2 separate regions of the Mus musculus genome follow, and region 1 is linked to region 2. The links are chromatin contacts, called in public Micro-C maps. All regions are on one chromosome and are shown on one strand. The core of a region is the stretch at or near the end of the contact, and the rest is flanking DNA. Distances in the headings are between cores, read along the strand shown. Region 1 has its middle 47 kb from the start of Ropn1. Region 2 has its middle 15 kb from the start of Kalrn.

Region 1 (3,249 bases), core at 31-2,530, 76 kb after region 2:
ATATAGACTGCACCAAAGCTCAAAGTACATATTATTGCCCCCCACTTGCAGATGAAAAACTGAGGGTTAGAGACGTTCTGAGTCATGTGTTATAAATGGACAAGAGAAGAATTTGAATCCTACCCTAGCCACTCCCAAGTGAGAGTGGTGTGATGGTATGGAAGAGAGAATGCATTATATGCTTGAAGAAACCCCTGGAGAGTTTGGGGTACTTACGGTTTGACTGGACTTTGAGAGGAGAGGATATTTTGTGTCTACCTACTTGTATTTTGTTTGTCTGAGAAGAAATGAAGGGGTCAGAAAACACTGTGATTCAGAGAGGCTTGTCAAAAACCTTGGTCAGGACTGGGAAGATGGCTCCGTTGGTAAAAAGCCTGCCACATAAGCATGGATTCTCAACCCCCCATATAAAAGTCAGATCTGATATCTCTGTAATCCCAGAGCCAGGGACAGGCAGAGACAAGCAGACCCAATGGGTCACTGGCCAACTAGCTTAGCCAGCCAGTGAGCTCTGGGTTCAGTGAGAGATCACGTCTCAGAACATAAGGCAGAGAACTGGGAAGACAGCCAACAACAACCTTCTTCCTACAGACACATGCACATGCATGCACGCACACACATGTGCACCTACACAAGTATATACATACATAAACACTACGTAACAGGGAGAAAGAAAAGAAGGAAAGAATGAAAGAAAGAAAGAAAGAAAGAAAGAAAGAAAGAAAGAAAGGAAGAGAGAAAGAAAGAAAGAAAGAAAGAAAGAAAGAAAGAAAGAAAGAAAGAAAGAAAGGAAGGAAGGAAGAAAGGAAGGAAGGAAGGAAGAAAGGAAGGAAGAGAGAAAGAAAGAAAGAAAGAAAGAAAGAAAGAAAGAAAGAAAGAAAAAAAGAAAGAAAGAAAGAGAGAGAGAAAGAGAGAAAGAGAGAGAGAGAGGATGGGAGGGAGGGAGGGAGGGAGAGAGAGAGAAACCTGGTCTATTGCCCTGCATAAGATCAAATGTTAATTTGACTTACAGTTATATGTGAGTTTGAGATTTGAAGCAATGAGGAATTAATTTCAAAAAATGCCTCAGAAGGGTTTTTAAGAGAAGTTTTTCAACAAACAAAACTAAAACACTTAATTTCATTTTCATGGAATTTTTAGAGCAAAGATGCCTTAAGTGGCCTGGAGCCACCCTTTGGAAAGAAACAGACCAAAAAAGTTAAGGAATCTTATATATGTCGTACAGCCTGAGCACAGTTATCATTGAGGCACGGCCTTGAGGTCGCTGAGCGTGACCACATCATTACTCATGCCAGCCACTGGCACAGTTGTCAGAATGGCGCAGAGATTCCAGAGTGAGCATTTACAAATGAGCTCTCCGTCCCCAGCATCTTGAAACTACTTGCTCTGTACTAGTACTAATTTTATTGACTGGATAAACAAATAAATAAATAAAACAAGTGATTTCCCACAAGGTGACATGGTGGAGAAAAAAAATCCACCGTGCTGAATCTTAACTCCATCTCGTAATCTACTTACAGCACCTCCAGGGGAGCCTGGCCAACTGTGAAATGGATATTTGGATGTCAGAATACATAGGGCATGGTGCCTGACTTACGAGATATCAAATTTTTAATTAGGGATATGGGAAAGATGGATATGACAAAGACTTCCTGTTATCTAGGTGTCAGGACCACTTGGGGTTTTGTCCGGTTTTACAGTAAATATCTGCTCCACCTCATTCTGCTGCACTTTTTAAGCATATACAATTCAGGTTACTACGTCAACAAATCATTATCATATGTGCGGTTGGTCACCCTTTTGTTGTCTATCCCCTATAAGTTTGATCTGGCTTACCCTACTGAATTTTTTGGCTTCCTGCTTTCCCGCTGCCTGTCAGTCAAGTTTTGCTCAGTAAACATTCCAAAGTCCTGGATCACTACCACTCATTTGGGTGCTGTATCTATTGTTCTGGATTATCTGTATCATATATATATATATATATATATATATATATATATATATATATATATATATATATATGCGAGACAAATAGGGAGGCTTATGAGTATAATTATTGGCAAGAAGAACCCATCTATGTGTCTATATATGTATGTGTATATATACATGTATATATGCATATTATATAATTATGTATACATATGTGTGTACACATAGATATGTATGTATATACATATATGTATGTATATATGCATATATATAAGTATATATGGGTTCTTCTTGCTAATAATTATGTTCATAAACCTCCACATCTTGTCTCTCTCATATATAAATATGTGTGTGTGTGTAAATCATACAGATAACCCAGAACATTACAGCATGCAAATGGGTCCTAGTGATCAAGAACTTTGGAATACATATATATATTCTGTATATATACTGGAATATATATGTATATATACACACTGTACACACACACACATATGTGTGTGTGTATGTACAATATAGTTTGGGGGGATTCTGATTTATACTCAGCTCTCAATAGTCTTTACTCATGTAGATAAAGAGAAATGTGAACACATAGCAGATGTATTTTTTAAAGCCAAACCTTAGTTTGCCCACCTTAACTGTGCATTGTAAACCGTTTCCACAGTTGTATAGACCTATGCAACCATCAGTACAATTGAGTCAGAGCATCTCCAGTGTCTCAGAACGTTCTCTTCTGCCAGGTCTCAAGCATCTATGTAGGATCATAGAGTATGTACTCACAGGAGTTATTTTTATTTGACTTTAGAATGGCTTCTCTGATTTCTTTCCCAGTGATGTCTGGTTTGGGCTGGTATTAAAACGAGTTCACTTTCCCTACACCCACGCAGATTTGACAGGGCATGTAGAACTGAGCCTTGAAGAAACCTGAGAGACAAGATGCAGAGGCTTATTGAACATTATTATTGGCAAGAAAAATGTTGGCTCTTCCCGGGATTTTTAGAGTATGACAAAGAATGGGCCCACCTTGCACCCTAAACCTGTTCTCAAGATCACTCAATGCAGCTCTTTCTAAATGCAAAACCCTGTGTTCTCTGCCTTCTGTGGACAGCCCTGTGTTCTCTGCCTTCGATGGACAGCCTATTTGGAAACTCTGGACTCTAGATACTCAGAGTCATTGCTCCCTCTGGTGTAAACAGGGAGATGTGTTTTGTTGAAGTAGTCCCACCCACGGCAGGCAGCCCTCTGGGTCAGCAAGGAGGCAGGAGCAGGAAGGAAACACCAGGCTTTCTCTTCTCCAGTCCCCTTAGGTTCATGGGTCAG
Region 2 (3,503 bases), core at 296-2,795:
TCCTTCCATCTCTATTCCTGGCCAATTGCTTAGGACAAAGTTGTCAATCACCTCATCTACTCTCCTCCAGCCAGTCTTTAAGATGTGCAGCCCCAGCAATCATTGCAAGTGGCTACATCTAGGAGAGGTTGCCCCTCTCCTGAGTTGTGGCCCCTAAAACATTTCCCCTTCTTCTCCCCACTCAGAGATAGGAGCCATTCTTGTAGCTCCAGGTCTGTTCACAAGAAACAAGACAAAGCCAAGCCATCCACTGAGGCAAGGAAAGAAAGACTCAATAATTAGAACATGTCAGAGGCTCTGTCAGTGTCAACTAGACATCCTCTAAGCTGACTGCTACCACCAAAACCTAGGCATATCTAATTGCATGCCAAGATCCTATGGGGGAGTACAGAGAGGGGTGGGGAGACAGAGAGAAACACGAGAGGAGAGAGAGAGAGAGAGAGAGAGAGAGAGAGAGAGAGAGAGAGAGAGAGAGAGAAGGAGGAGACAGAGAGACATACAGACAGAGTCAGAGAGACTGACTGATTTATGCATTATCACTACCTAGACTCTGGAGGCAACCACCCTCCTATGTCAAAGCTACCTCCCATAGTCATGTGATATCCATCAAATCACTCCACGTTTCTGTGCCTCCAATTTTTGTGCAAAATGAGGATGTTAGTAACACCTAACTAAGTTAATAAATATAATAATACACCCCACCCAGCAGGTACTACACATGAGTATAAGACAGTGATGATCACCATGGTGTTGCCAGCCTATACTTTCCACACTAAGCTGTCTCTTCCCTTTAGACCATCACATATGCTCTTCACAGGCTTTGGAAGGCTGCTCCCACTCTGCCTTCATCTAATTCTCTAGACCCACAGGAAACCTTCTCCGGGCAACTTAGTTGGGCCACACACTGGCCGTCCACAGGACCCTATGACATTTAAGCTCTCTCTGTGTCCTTCTGTCCAACCGACTCCTGTTCATTGTCCTATGTCAAATTTCTGGCTGAGAAAAATCTTTGAAAGGATAAATAGAGAGTGAATGAAGAGCAGCTCTCCCTTGTTCAGCAAGCACTTACTATGTAGCCACTTACCCTGAATCACATCCTGAACCATGACTGAGAATACAAGAAGGAACAGAATACCCTGGCTGCTAATCACAAGCTCTCAGCTGCATCAACAGTTTGCCTTGCAGCAGCAACTCAAGGTGAAAGGGGGTTGACCGGGATGGAACAGCTAGACAATCCTGCTTTACTCAGCATGCCTTGGAACATCCTTGGGGCACCAAGGCTGGGGATATGGGAAGAGACAGGAAGTATCTAGCTTTGGAACCTAATTTTCAGTATCAACCTTGAGCTGACAATGTTGCTTCTTATCTTCTTTCCCAGGCCTCCATCTGTTCTGTCCCACCCCCCCATACAGATGGGGTCCTACTCCTATTACATAAAGCAGTTCCTGGACTACTCAAAGTGCCCCTGTGCAGGGACTTCAGGGAGACCCTGAAGTAGTGCAAATACAGCCACAGTCTAAGGCCCTGGCCTTGTTGAGTCCTGGGCAGTGACTACGCACTTAGTCTAACCCCTTAACAACAGCCAGACTAAGAGGAGAATGGACCTGGGCAATTACTCATCCCATAGATAAACATAAGATATAAATATGCAATTAAAGAGTTTATTTTAGGGGGGAAAGAATAAAAGAAGGAGTGGAATGGCCCAGACCAAAGCAAGAGGTCAAGCAGATACAATCTTTCAGAGAGAGAGGAATGCAGGTTTGTCTAGGGTGGGTTTGTTTAACTTGAACTAAGCAGTTGAAACCTTGACTCTGTTCGCCATCCCTACGTTTGAGGGGGGAGGGGGAAAGGAGGAGAGGGTTAGAAAGGGTGGCCTTTTCCTTATAAGGTGATTTATCAAGTACGGGCCCAGCTTATCCAAGAGAAACTCTGGCTAGTTCTGCAGATTGTCAGACTGTGAACAACGCAGAAACTGAATCTCTTCCATCCCACCCACTATTGCCTGCCATCATACCAAGGGCTTCCCATAATGCACTGCTCAGGAAGGACACTGCAGAGTGCAAAGGGACAACAGTTCACATCTGTGTCACTTCTTCCATTTTGCAAGCCTTACCTGTTTTTAGGTTTAGGTTTGTTTACTAGTTGTTTGGCTTTGCTTTCTTTTTATTTATTTTGTTTAAATTAAGTAAAAAGAAATAGCAAGAAATTTTGTCTGTTTGGGTTTTGCTCCGTTTTTAAATCTTGTTTCTTTTGTTTTTCTCCTTTGAAACAGAACAGACACCACTCCACTCCAAATAAGACCACTTGTGGAATCCTAAATAGCTGGATACCTGGCCAAGACGCCACCAAACACTTCCTAAGCCCAGTTAAGGAAAAAGGCAACTTAACTTCCAGTAACAGAAAAACTGAAGTAACTTTTTCCTTCAATAGATACTCAAAGTTATGTTTTCCATCTTAGTTGTCCTAAAAGTAAAGGAACACTCTATCTTTTCTTCAGTGGAAGTCCAGGTGTGGCAACTTCCAGAAGGGTAGAGGTACACAACCTAGGGAGCATGGGAACTATGGGGCACATCACCCTGCTGGACTCAGGTTCTACCATCAGATGAGTTTGAAGACAGTCCGGAACATTGTAACAAGTTCCGACAATGGACAAAAGTGATCTGGGTACTGCCCATCATCCCCTCTCCTCTGCTAGGTAATGCAGAGTAACCCAGCAAGGCCTGTGGCTGAGTGAACACCCTATTTCCTCTTTCAGATGGTGGGAGCATTTGAGGATGACTATATGTCATTGCACAAACATATGAATGCCAGCCTGTGTGTCTGTGTGAATAGTCTAATATACCTGGGTGTAGTATCAGCATTTGGACATTGGAAACAAGAACTTTGAGTGTATCAGGAAGCCAGCCATATCTCAGCCACCAGCTTCCTTTGGAGACAGTAGACAAGAAGTACATGGGTGAGAAGAATAGTCAAAAATAGACAGCTATTTCCTTCTGGTATCTTTGGGACTGAGTGTATTCTTATACGGAAGTACATGGAAGTATATAAACACACTGCTCATTGAATAGTTACCCAGGATCTACTTTGAATGACACTCACCCTAAGGCAATGTGTGCTGTTCTGACTTCACTCCATGACGACAGTGGACAGGAGAATACTGCAGAACATGTATCTGGATCTCTGCTAAGCCCATGGCAAATGTCCTCCAAAATATTCTTGTAGATAATTGAGTATGGGTACAGTTGTGAGGAGTCGCTGCAAATGATTGCAAAAGACCCAAGGGCTTTTATTACGAGAAACACTTTGTGTGGAACAGGGCTCTCTGGTGGTGGCCACAGATACCACAGCACTGCCCCCTCAAGTGTTTCTTTAGCTTCTTTAAAAATGTTATTTCCTCAGATAAAGATTATGCCTATAATATGGACAGATAATACAAACCTGGTATAGTGGACTCAATACTATAACAAATGACCGGGCAAAGATATAAGACTCTCGGCAAATCT

The links. Hi-C and Micro-C count contacts between places; a contact is called where the count stands out from the background.
Region 1: a contact with region 2 is called in a Micro-C map of granulosa cells, with 3 times the contacts expected there. The contact joins two enhancer-like sites. A contact is called at or near these places in 2 of 15 datasets of contacts at CTCF or cohesin (the NIH/3T3 cell line and stem cell-derived epiblast-like cells), 40 of 484 Hi-C or Micro-C datasets (the AML12 cell line, the C3H10T1/2 cell line, the HL-1 cell line and 27 more), 7 of 115 datasets of contacts at active chromatin or transcription factors (astrocytes, cardiomyocytes, embryonic fibroblasts and 3 more) and 2 of 9 other capture datasets (adipose tissue and pancreatic islet).

The regions. Positions count from the first base shown.
Region 1 is chr16:34,602,776-34,606,024 of GRCm38.p6, forward strand. No RefSeq gene overlaps it. Among named protein-coding and RNA genes, the nearest start is that of Ropn1, 47 kb to the right of the region's middle. Within about 2 kb of position 1,281, at least 22 of the 459 cell types and tissues checked have an H3K27ac peak or open chromatin away from gene starts, as enhancers often do. A contact at or near this core is called in granulosa cells and pancreatic cancer cells, where this site is marked.
Region 2 is chr16:34,526,901-34,530,403 of GRCm38.p6, forward strand. It overlaps a transcript of Kalrn not described here. Among named protein-coding and RNA genes, the nearest start is that of Kalrn, 15 kb to the left of the region's middle. Within about 2 kb of position 1,546, at least 16 of the 459 cell types and tissues checked have an H3K27ac peak or open chromatin away from gene starts, as enhancers often do. A contact at or near this core is called in granulosa cells and pancreatic cancer cells, where this site is marked.